Linked DNA regions of Gasterosteus aculeatus: region 1 is linked to region 2. The links are chromatin contacts, called in public Hi-C maps. All regions are on one chromosome and are shown on one strand. Each heading gives the region's core, a stretch centred on a gene start, on an enhancer-like site or on the middle of the called end of the contact. The rest is flanking DNA. Distances are from core to core; before and after follow the strand shown.

What was found. A called contact is a pair of places that touch in the nucleus more often than the background predicts.
Region 1: a Hi-C map of skeletal muscle shows a contact between it and region 2, with 3 times the contacts expected there. The contact joins the enhancer-like site here to the promoter of pamr1b in region 2. A contact is called at or near these places in 3 of 6 Hi-C or Micro-C datasets (skeletal muscle and tail fin).

What each region holds. Positions count from the first base shown.
Region 1 is chrX:11,844,288-11,850,918 of fGasAcu3.hap1.1, reverse strand. It overlaps ldlrad3 (low density lipoprotein receptor class A domain containing 3), which reads right to left. Exons shown (of 6, transcript XM_040163366.2): 5 at 3,641-4,037; 6 at 1,475-3,126. The coding sequence ends at 2,922. Among protein-coding and RNA genes, the nearest start is that of LOC144383739, 45 kb to the left of the region's middle. Within about 2 kb of position 2,833, at least 2 of the 9 cell types and tissues checked have open chromatin away from gene starts, as enhancers often do.
Region 2 is chrX:11,714,602-11,720,952 of fGasAcu3.hap1.1, reverse strand. It overlaps pamr1b (peptidase domain containing associated with muscle regeneration 1b), which reads left to right and starts at 3,761. Exons shown (of 14, transcript XM_040163508.2): 1 at 3,761-4,016. The coding sequence starts at 3,863.

The DNA of each region.
Region 1 (6,631 bases), core at 1,584-4,083, 130 kb before region 2:
TATTCATGTATTCAGTGAACTAGTTGTCATGAGAGATGTGGATAGTTGCCATGAATCTAGAATGTATGCAAATCGTGCACTTTGTTCAAACCTTCATCTTTTTTTTTTTTACCATAAAAACTTAATCTGACTCTTTAGATTTCACTGAAGTGCACACAAATTATTCCGTTTTGAAAAATGAACATTCAGGTCAAGGTTTAGTCCATTATGGTGCCATGGTGACCTCTCCTGGTGTAAATATAGAGATGCAGGACTTTTTCTTTTTTCATCTGCCTGATGGATACCTGATGGGACTCAAGCAAGAGCTTATTTTTGACTCCTAATTCAAACTGTTTTTGGGAAGTGGATAACGCATTTAGGGCATTTAATGGGTTGAAGGCCTCACAGTGTCAAATACTGTTAAAATCTGATTCATTGGTATCATCACGCCCTGTAAAGTAGCACTTAATACTCGTTCCTGTTCTCTACTTTCGTGACCTCTCCTGTCACTTTAGATTCCGCTTCTCGCTCCCATCAGCATTCATATCCCTCTCCTGCAGCCATTCCGTCATTAGTCACTCACTGTTAACGTCCGCTCAGCATCCCTCCTCATCGGCCTGTTCCGACCCTGCCCGCCCGGTTTATTTGCTTCGCAGGCTGATTCGCCAGGTTTTGACCGTTCCTGAAATGAGTGAACCCAACTATACTAAAATCTTATACAATTTGATAAAACTCTCGCTAGGAGTTTTATTTCATATCTTTTACGACCATTTCATGACATTGTTACTATACAAAAAAATGTATTCATGCAATACTGTTTACTATATTTTTTAATAAGTTCCGAGATGAGTTCCTGCGGAATCCCCTGCTTACCTTGGACCTCACCTCGGAGAGACAATAATATGTCTGAGCTGCTTCTGATCTTCCTCCCTGCGCTTCTCCAGCTGCTCCTTCAGCACTTTCTTGAGCACAGAGCTCCAATAAAACACATCGACACGTGATCCAAACTCTTTGTTCCAGATAAAAGCTGCTGAGGAGGCAATCCGTTTTGCCAGACGCCGCTTGTTGGAACCCCACGAAGACTGTATATTACATCGCAAGTGCAGATGTGCAGAGAGGCCGTGGCGCAGTGATTGGTTTGTTGGCACTGTCATATGTCATTAGAGTACTCTGATTACTATTTTTAGACTGTCCTGTCGTCTGCAAACTTGCTTCATCTTTATTAGTGTGAGGCTCGCCTGCCGGTGGCACAGACTGGCGTTAAAGCTTCAGACTGTGCTATAAACATCTAGTCGTCGGCAGAATGTAATACTAGCTGTGCAGGGAGACTAATTCACAAAAGACACAAATCAGCATTTTATATTACTTCAATATACAGAAAATCAGGGATGAAAAGATCATGATGGGTGAACAAATGTGAAAAAAGCCGACCGCATGATATAAATTCAGAAAGAAGGATTTTTTCTTCAACGTCCTCTAAAACAAAACTAGACAAAACAAGACAATATCTTTATATGAAAAACAGAACAAAATAAACGTTGTCCTGAGAAATGCTTCCAGTACTACATCAGATGACATGCATTTTAATTTAATAAAGATACAGGCAGTTGGTGGGACGCATGATGGTTCCTTTGGAGGGTACCATGTGAATGTTAATAATGATGATTAGCTTTTGGTTTATTATTTACATCTGGCTCTGAAGGAACAGAAAGATCCGAAACAAGGGGACATTACACGTGTCTCACTGTAAAGACTTTTAAATAGATTTTTATACTTCTCTCACCTCCTGTTTACAGTGTTGAACACTCAAAAAGGTTTGAAGATGACATCAGATTTATAAACACAGATCCTTCAGATATGCTTTGATGGTCATTGTCTAATACCGTCATCAGACAAGATGATTTACCAAAATGACTCATTGACATAAAAAAAAGAGCAAAATTCACCTTATTAAAGAGACGATATTCTTAAAATGAATGTTGTCATGTGAGCTTACCATGCTACTGTCTTTAAATGTTCGAAATCTGTGCCCCAAAAGAAATCCCATACAAAGTGACGATGGGGCCAAAATGGCTCACAATAAACCAATCAACAAAATAGTTTTTACATTTGTTTTTGTGTCTCCGTAAAAACATAATTGGTCTTCAAACTGAAATGGAATAGCTAGCTAGTGCTGAAAAAGACACGTGAATCTCTGCTCAGAGGAATGATGTAACTTACTATATATATACAGATATCTATGTATATATACACATACATATACACATCATTTCTACATTATTTCAACATTAATGGCGTACAGAATTGCTGAATTTGTAGTTTTTTTTATAAAAAAGACTTCCACTTCTCATCTAGAAATATTTCTTATATCTTTCAAAATAACTTTGAAAAAACTAAGTAACTATTTGTTTACTACAAGTCCACTGTAGCAATATTATCGGGTCGCTGTTCACATCAACACTGGAAAAAAAAAGATTCTAACTGTTGAGAAATGAGAAATCAAAACACACTACTGCATTCGATTGCTTTAGATTTACTCTGACCATGGAATCAACTTTTATAAGAACAAGGCTTCAACATGTCGCTAAATGATTGAAAATCATCAAATATAGCCCGTATTTCTCAACAGTACATCATTTTTAGACCTAATTATGAACGCAACCAACATCCCACGATGGAAAACACCATAGATGTCAAATAGGAAGCATCGACTCAATGTCGAACTAATGTTGATGCAGTGCAGCCGAGCCCCCACAAGGGGGAGCCAACGCAGAAGATCAGTCCAGCACGATGAGCTGGAGCAGCGAAGGACACTATCAGAGATAGTTTTCTTAGTCCTGGTGGCTTTGTCAGGTCTTTTCTGCGGGCTGTCCTGGCCTCGTGGCCTCGTGGCCCTGTAGCCTGGTCCTTCAGTCCTTCAGTCTCTTTCTGACAGAGCGACGCTACAGCTGGTCCGACTCGTCCCTGCAGCTGGAGCTCTGCTCCGGGGCCGAGGCTTCAGTTCTGGGTGTGGAGGGGGCTGCGGGTTGCGCTCTGGTGTAGCTCAAAGGGTCTTGTGGGCCCTCATATTGAGGGAGCTCGCCCTCTGATGGAAGCTCCGCGTCGGAGAGGTATGGAGGAGGAGGGAGATCAAACCAGGGAGGCCGACTAGGGGTAAAAGAACAGAAGAAACAGATACTAATGTGATGTCAGGCTTTGAACCAGCATCACGCTGGAAGATTTGAGATGCACTTAACTACACTTAATTACTGGGAAGCAAATAGGAGAAAATTTGATTGATTAAATCATAATATAATTGATGTTTACTCAATTTTGGTTAACTTAAATAATTTAGAATTGCACAAATCTGCTAGAAATCATTCATTTTATACAATTAAATGAATAAAATAACAGTAAATGAGTAACTAGCTGAGTAAAGGGGTTAATTGTTTGAGAAACACAAAGGCAGCTGTCAACTCATTTTATTCCATGTGGATGAACTTCAAGGGAATAATTATTGATTACGTTGAATTAGACGCTGCCAGGGACGTTTAACACCACTACTTCTGCGTTAATGCTTTCATGCTATTTTAATTGCGGCTTACGGTGCAACGCTAGCCTTTGGGATACGGTCACATATTATAAACTTCCATTGAGCTGCTGGAGTGTTCATCGCCCTCACCTGACATCCAGAACAGCTTGTGCGTATGACGGAGGGGAGTCCACGGAGAGTCCGGAGGGATAAAGGCTCCCAGAGAGCAGCTGCAGTGTTTGAGGAGTTGAGTTGTACTGGACCCCCCCGCTGGGCGACCCGGGGGAGAGACCGGGACCGCCGGCGTGGCCGTGGCCCCGGTCCAAAATGACCAGACGGGAGAGCAGCAGGGGCTGGTGGTGGTGGTGCGTGCTTCCTCTTACACCTCTGGGCAGCAGGACGCTCCGCTTCCTCTGGTGATGGAGCACCAGCGCCAGCAACGCCACCACCAGGACGAAGATAACGGCACTGCCGATGACGGCGTAGGTGATGCTCGGGTGGTAGCGCATGCGATAGTCCAGTGTCACAAAGTCCTGCCCCGGGGCTTCTGTGGAGGTGTGGGGGAGCAGGTGGGGGGTGGGGGTGGGAGAGGGCAGGAGAATGAAGAGCAAATTGATGATGACGGAGGTTGGGAGAAGACGGGAGGACGAGTGGCGGCAGGAGAGACAAAGAGACCCGTGGAGGAAATAAAGGACGGGGAGGAAAAACAATTTGAGGGAAGAGGCGGCTGAGGGTGGAGCAGGATGAGTGGTGGAGAAAGGAGTGAGAAGACGGGCATGAATTTAAAGTGGTGCGCATTCAGGTTCATTCTGAAATGTGTTCTGTGGGATTCAATGGAGGCAGCCTCTCTTGGAGATGAGAGTGCTACATAATAAGCATGGGGTGGGTGGGGGGGGGGAAACCCTGGACCGAGAGAGCGAGGCGCGTCCTCACAAGTGGAGACCTCACTCTTTACCACGGAGGAAGTGAATGAAAAGAGGGGCTTAATAATTCTTTATGAGGACTAAATGTCTCACAGCCAGTTGGGATAATCAAGGCTGGTTCTCGCCTGTTTCCAATTTCCATGCCAAGTTCATCTCTTTCAATAATTGATAAAATGTTGAACTTCTTTTAAGGACCCCAGAGGGTTGGAGAAAATATCGAAGCTTCGTATTTGACCGAGCCTTTTCTGGACAACGCAGAGACGCTTCATCAGAGGAGACATTTTCCTTAGGCTTGTTTTTGTGTTCTCCCAAACAGCACGCTGACCTCCAAGGCCTCCGGGAGTCTTCGGCAGTGTGCGTTCGGGTTTGTGTGCACACATGCTGTTGAATTCCCAACAACAACCAGCCCGGCATAGAGCCCACTTCATGTAGCAGTGGTCCCTGGTCAGAGCGCCTTAATTAAATCAGATCTGATTCAGACGCTGTACCCGCCCGCTGCCCCCCAACCGAGCCTCAGCCAATAAAACAAGCCAATTAATGCTACCAATTAATTATGAACTGGACTCTCAGCAGAGAAAGGCCAAAACAAAGAAACATTATTTCCGTAATTACTAAATTAAAAACACACCAATAAAAAAAGATCCCACCTCTGGCACCCTGTCCTGCCTTTCAGTCCTCCGGTTGCGGAGGGGGACACACACACACACAAAAGGAACTCGTAACGCTGGAACATTAACAATGGATCCCATCCAGAGCATTAGCGCTGGAGGCGTGAAAGGGTGTTTCAAATCACACAGGAGATGAAAAGAGAGGCAGATAGAGACCAAAGCAAGCTTCTTTTCCGTTAGAGGACAGAAGTGTGTGTGTGTGTGTGTGTGCGTGTGAGTGTTGCACCCCCATCCCATCCCATCCCACCCCCGCTGAGAATGTGATTGAGACCATTTTGAGCAGTTAGTTGCAGTTACGGCACAAAGGCAGGCGTCGATCCTCGTATTCAGAGACAGGTACGCGTGGTCTCATAATAACAAAGGCAACGGGTCAGAATTACACACCGCTACCTGATGGACAACATGCACACTTCATGTCCTTTGATGGCAGAAATCTCATTTCTCTGAAGTGAGGATTCCCACATCAAAGTCCTGGAAAGGCGAGCTGTTGTGTTTAAAATTCAAAAGCGACATACTCTCACCTATGATTAAATATTTTAAATGCCAATCCTATGGATTAACATTTGTAAACTTTATCTCCTTTCGAGCGAACAAGTACGCTTGTGGTAACACTACGTGTACTCACAGCGTCGTTACTTTTGTACCTGACTCATTGGAAGGAGGCGTCATGATCAAAGTAAAAGGTCGAAGGTCACCAGAGGCTTTCCTGCCTCGTCTAGTCGAATCTGACACAAAGGCTGAGGGAGGCTACATTCGTGCTGTAAAACAAGAGGAAAATCGCTCGGAGATTTAAAGTGGTTATTTTGTGGGCTTCTGTGTGGAGGAAGTTGAACAGATTTGTCAATTAGATCTACTAGTTAGTTGACATTACTGCACGAGTGATGAAAAGCAGTCAGTACGGTGAATGACGAATGTGAATGGTGGATTGCCATATTTAACCACCAGAAATTATAGCGAAATGATGCGGAGAGAGTTTACTTAAAACAATTTTCAACTGTGGAAACATCTGTAAATGAAGCATGCTGCCAGATTGGCAACTGCAAAAAAAATGAATTTATTCCAGTCAAATTGACATTGGATGCTTTTCCATAATCGCTATTTGACGACATGGATTACTCAGATTTGCAAATTGAGCATTAGTCTGGTAATATCTCTTAATTGTTGTCACAGCAACAATAACATTGATTCACATAACAATGCAGATCTTTCGTCGTGAGAGTTGGCAGCACCGTACCGACGACCTTTTCCTTCGCGGTGACTTCCATCTGCAGCCTCGAACTGCAAAGACAGCCTCACTCCGGGACCACAATCAGACATGTGCACAACAAACGGGGCATTTCCATGAATTATTCCACAGTTTCTTGGCACTTGGCAGGGCTCAGGCGACTGTGTTCCCTTTTCCAGGAGAACAATAACATGTTGAATTAAACAGCCGACATGAAGTGGTATTCAGCCTGCAGCGGTCTGTATGTTTAATGTTTAGTTTTTTTCCGGTTTCAATATCTTTGATCACATGGCTCATAGTGTCTATTCTGCTGTCATATTATTTG
Region 2 (6,351 bases), core at 2,512-5,011:
ACGGGACTATTCTGAGTAACACTTAGTGCTTCAAGCTGGATGTCAAAGGGGTGTGGGTGGAGCTCACGTGGATGTGCGTAAGCTCATATTTGCACAACGTATCTCAAGCATCCTATCTATAGCCTAGCTGCCCTTGGGGTGCCATAAACCTTTGTTTAATTTTGTTCCCTGCTGCTGCAATGTGCTGTAGATGAGTTCATTTGCTGTGGGACTGACAGGGTGCAATGCAATGTGGAATCCAAGTCTTTGTCATTTCCAGGGAGCTAGTGCTGCATAGCTGTACTGGGTGGAGATTCTGGAGGACAGTCAGAGCTTCAAACTAAACTATGTTAAAATGTTTTTGACCTGACTTTGACTAAATCAAAGCCAGGCAGGGACTGTTTGGAGTGTGACTTATAATCGTGGAAACATCTGAGCCAAACCTATTCAAGATTGCTTGAGCTTGTGTTTCAAGCACTGGGACGTGGAATCAGATCGATTACAGCAGTGATATGAACTTTATCTCAAATAATGTCCATCCATCCATCTTCAATCCCCGGTTCCTCTTTAGGAACAGACAAGTATGCATAAACACAGTGGTTGTGCAGAGTAGTTCAGCTCAGGAAAACAAGCCATTCTTCACCAGTGTGTTACATAGATGAGAGAAATTTTGGCATCCAGTTTGACAGATTCCTTCAATATTAAGTTACTAACCCGAATTTTGTCATGTCTCTTCGCCCCCTGGGAACAGCTGTCACCGGCTTTGCTAAGTAACTGCCGCAGGCATCCGTCTTACCTGTGAAGCACACGGCCGGTTTCCATTGGCCGCATCGAATGGAGGCAGCAACTGTTGCGGAAAAAAGGCCCTCGTGTTTACTGCGTAACCATGGAAACGGGATGAATGTGATGCCATGATTGGATTCCTTCATATTAAAACCACATGGCTCCGCAAGCGCACACAGGCGCACTGACCCTTTTTGAACTCTCGGACCTCAAACACAAACAAGTTGAAGCTATTGCTAATGTACCGATCAAAACACATTTTGTGACAGAACTCGTTTAATATCCTCTGAAAAACCTTCTGTAAAGAATGTGTAGTAAACGGTGGACGGCATTAATTGTAATGGCTGCGAGGGAATTCGTTGTTCCCCCACTGTACCACTTCTTCCTGCACTTGGTAATGAGATTCTACTGTGAGATGTGGGCAGGGGGCCCGTTCTCTTTGACCAATCACGCTGCCTGTGGTGCCAAATGAAAAGCTTCTGTAATGCAGAGAAGATGTATGCAGGGATTGGTGGGTCATGAAAATATCTCCCTCCAGGAAAATATCTCTATTACAGTAATGCTGAATTAAATAATTACCAAGAGTCTGTACTTTGGCAAAGTGACCAAAATTGGTCTAGTATAGAGTTAAGTCATCAAAACAGATGTTTACATGGGTACAATATTGAGTTTTTGGCCAAATTTTTTTTTTTTAAACTGAATATGTACCTTTGATTTCTGCCTAAATGTGCAAGAAGATAGTCCTCGTGAGACACATCGCAAAATACAAAGCAGTATTGGATTTTAAAAATCAGAATCCTTCAACAGTATGTAAACAATAAAAATAGTAATCTCATGAGCTAGTGTTATTTTGAACAGTATCTTGATTCTATTCCGATGATTTTCTGTTTCTTCAAAAATAGCTTCTGATTATTGTTGACTTCTGGCTTGTGTCAATGACAGTGTCACATTGGACGCTATTTGTGAGTATAGGGAAAAATCTTCTTTAATTAATTAATTAATTAGAGAAGATTTTCTTCTGATTAACAAACCATTTTAAAACCCGAGACAAATGTTTTCCCCACAAACTGCTTTGCTCATAGAGACTTAAGGCTTCATATGACATTTTTACTCATTGTAGACTGTTGTATTGGAAACCTACTACATTTAACAAAAATCCCACTAAAAAGCATCTACTATTATCACAGTTTGCTATGCTGCTTAAATTGTTTATACTATTTATTCATAAAACATGTATAAATGTACAACACAAATAAAGAGAGAAAAAAATGTCTATTCTGCTGACAGAGTTCACTGCAGATGGAGTCTCTGAAAATACAAATCTAAAGCTGAAATCCTTGGGTTTCACGTAATAAACCATTGAGCATCTGGACAAACACTGGAAAAAAACTGGAGTTACTGTAAAGTGGATAGGAAGCAGCGACAGGGAGACAATATTTCCTTTTCCCCCACTCCCCCTCTAGGTTTCCCTCTTTCGTGCTTTTTTTTCTGTGTCCTTTTCCCTTCATCCCTCCTCACGAACCTTCTTGATTTCAGTCTGTTTTTTAATTTCCCTTCCATACGCGTTCGCAGACTGCGGCACGGCTCACGTCTTGCCTCCATGGTTTGAACTCTGCTGTTTTAGGAAACTGCTCTGGATATTTGATTCTCCAGTTCTGGCTCGTTTGATCTGTACTCCCTGTTTGCTGTTGCATGCAGCTTTGAATCCCAGTGGGCGAAGAACAACAAAGGAATTAGTTTCAGTGCTGAAATAAAACACACCCAGGAGATCATACAGAATAACTGTTGTAAAAAGGAAAGGAAAATACGTGGGTAACTGTGTTTACGCTGGCTGCCTTTCTGTGGTTAAAGTCTTCCCATTTGAAAGCCAGACGTTATACATTTATTTATTTTTATTATGCAAGATAACATTGGTAGCTCTCCAAAAAGATACAACATAGATGGGGATTAAATATCACACTCCTGTATATTGTTTTGCAGTAATTCCCTGTCCAAAAAGTAATACAAATCTTAGTCCCAACCTTGAAATAGTCTGCTGCACAACGTCCCGTAAAATGTCCAGTTTTTCTTTTAACTCTTTTTCTGTACAGACTAAACGGAAGACACACAGAATCGCCCCAGTGACGGTCGTGTTTTCCTCAGGTTGTCCCAGTTTCCAGTATTTAAGCTAAGCTAAGCTAACAGTCGCACGGCTTCAGCATTCCCAGTTGGCGGTATCAATTCAACGTGATCTCCAAAACCTGTTCGTAAAAATGTATACGAAATATTTGACATAGAAATTCGTAACAATACATACTAACTGGCGGGGGTTAACCACGCCCCTTGAGTGAACAACATGGCGGACCATGTTGGATTCTTGAGTGAATGTCTCTCCGCCATGTTGGATTTTTTGAGGGGGTTAGGGTTAGTATTGTATTCTTACAATTTATCATTGATTTCTTGTTAAAAATGCAATCATAACACGTTTATTTTACATCGTTAGACTTCACAAAGTGTGTTTACGGGGTGCAGGTCCCCATTCACTTTGAATAGGGTGACGTCATCAGTTGCAGTCCGTATTTATTTCGAATGTATCACTACGAATTTGTATCGCCAAGATTTTCGTATACATTTTTACGAACAGGTTTTGGAGATCAGGCTGATCAATCGGCTCCACTGACTCTGGGCAGGATGGCAAATAACAGACCATTCCTATGAACCTACAACAATAACCTACAGAATGCTATTGCTTCACACACATTGCATTCCAAGACAGACGTGTAGGAAACAAACATAAAAGGTTGTTCTTTGCTTCACTCCGACATGTGCGTGTCTGTTTGTGACCCCCGTTATGAGTTAACCGTAAAAACATCGAAGCCTGTATTCATTCAAGTGCAGTGACGTCGTCCTCTGAGCCGAGCGAGGGGAGTTTTTGGGAGACCCGCAAGTAGAACTCCTTGCAAGGCTGTGCTGTAATCTGAAGCCAACGAGAAACGAGTAAGAGAGAGAGAGAGAGAGAGAGAGAGAGAGAGAAAGATAGAGGGAGGGGGGAAACACTGAAGGGCCAAGAGAAGGTGATGTCAGCTGAGTTCAGAAAGTAAACAGAGTTCCAGACTGCGGCATGCTGTCTGTGGGACGGGGACTGCAGCTGGGGCAAACCCACGGGGGCACCCGCACAACCCCCTGGACCTCCACCTCTGTTCCATGGAAGGGGGGCCTGCTCCTCCTCATCTCTCTCTCCATCGCCTTGCCTCAAGGGACGGCCTGGCCCTATGGTAAGAGACGCCTCGCTCACCGCCGCTCCTTCTCTCCCGGTCCCGCGTGTGTTGGTGTCTGTTCTTTGTTCTCGTAAAAAGCCGGCATCAGCGACTCCATCCGCTCTTCCCTGGAAGAAGAAGAAGACTCACGGAGGGACAGTGATGCACAGACGCCGCTGAGATCATGTTTGTGCAATCTTTGGGTAAACGACTTGTGTTCTAAAACCCAGAGGGAGGCATTTCTGTGAGGGTTTGTTTATAGTCAGATTAAAAGGGACTTTGTGATCTACTTTTCTTCTCGTTGCAGTCGTTCTCTCCCAGTTGCTCTCTAGCTGGTCGCACATTCCTTAAGGGCAAAGTGAGGCGGTTGGACTCCTAAGAGGGGTGATGGATGCTGGCAAGCATTTCCTTTTGTGTCGAAGCTTGTCTTTAAATGCTAATTGGGTTTTCTTTTCTGAAATTGGTATTGGTCTTTGCCTTTTCACCCAGGGTGACCAGTTGAACTGCTGCAGGAAGATGTGAGTCACGTTTTAGTCGACCACTCCGCCTGCGGTAATGAGTATACCATACGCCGTCTCCCAGACTCCACTAAACCTCTGCCCTTTGTTGATTAATCGTCCCGCGGTTGCCAGGCAGTAAAGTAATCTTGGATTTGTAATGTCGGTGAATGGGCCGACAGGATAAGGCAGAGCTCAGCCGCGTGTAGCTGTATTTACTAAGAGAGTTCTCTCTGGGGTATTCGCCCACGTTTGTTGTTGTCAGCTGACTCACTCAGCTTCATATGCATCATCAGCTGATGATAGAGGATTTTCTTCAAGTAGAGACACACTGTCCTCATAGTGTGTTTAGCTTTAGGCAAGTTGTCCAAGGCATAGTCCAAGGCTAGCACACGTAAAAAGCGTATGATACCTTGGAGAAAAGGGAATCCTTGGCACAGAACATGCTTACAAGAATCCAAAACATATCCTCTCAATGAGCGTTTGAGAATAAAAGTACCGGAGTGTGTTTATAACATTTTGCCACAGTGGTTAAGAGAGTGATTTAATTTCCTGGCAATGGGAAGTTTATTTACAGCAAGTCTCCAGGACGACCAGCGGTAGCAGCGCTGGGGTTCAGGCTACGTTCAGATACACGATGGCCACACAGCTCCCCTGGGAGTTCCCCTTTCCATGATAGCAAAATCCCTCCAACCACAACAACAGCTGCTGTGGGGAATATGCAAAAGGAATCAAACACTGGCACATACATGCGCAGCAATTGCACTATTTTGCTGGGAGGAAACTACTCATTTGATTGATGTGTGCCATAACCGTGGTGATGCTCGTCACTGTAAACCTTCTCTGACACGAGTTCCCACTGAATTATGGCAAGGAAGAACGTATGACGTAATGTTGAGGCAAGGAACACGTAAAGCAGCATAGTCAAATGACAACAGTGACAAAAAACTGAACTAAACTTTTCAATGTCCAATGGCGGTGACACGTGCACAGCATTGTGCTGTGTTTGAAATGCATGTTGAACCCATCATCTCACTGCGCTCTGCTAAAATTGTCTCTTTTGGTCAGAGTTGAAAATAGCTTAGATGTGATAAGGGTGAGAGACAGGACTGATGGAATGCATTTCCCTCAGAGGTGAGCAGGAATATGTCAAATTGGACAACGGCTTTTTTTAAATGCCACAGAAGACACTGTTCCAAGGTGCATTTCTTAAAAAACAGTTTTTTTTATTCCTTGGCTTCAAATGTAAACTGGTGCCAAAGTCGATGCTGATGCAATGAGAATCCGTTTACCAATAATTTTCCAGGGGTTGTGGAACAGTTATGCGTGAGTTATCTCTCACCGTGACGTTTGGACAGAATACATTTCTAAACTAAGAAAAACACAAAGTGAGATTCAAAACTAAAAGAAATAACATTTATATCCCGGCAGAAGTCAGAGTTTTCTGCGGCTCTCTCAGCAAACAGGGGCAGTAAATTCAGACTTAAGGTCTCCGGGCTCGCGTGAATTTCCGTGAGCGCATCTCCAGTAACAATGACGTCAGTCTCTGGATCCATGTCGAAGTTTTTGCAGCTGACACGTGGCGGCTTACAAGCGTCGTAATGGGTTGGAGTACTTTGTGGACACCCACACAGAGGCAAAAACCAGGCAATAGGGTGTCTGTAATGCCGCCCGTTTTATTGCCATTTTCATTTTTCTGGCTTCTTGACGAGAAGTTGACGAGCTCAACATCTGGAATGGAAAAAAAAAAAGTAGATACCAGTAATAAGAAACAGAAAAGTCAAACCACACACACACACACGCACACACAAATTGGCACGATGAGCTTCAGAAATGAAGTTGGAAAAAACTGGCTG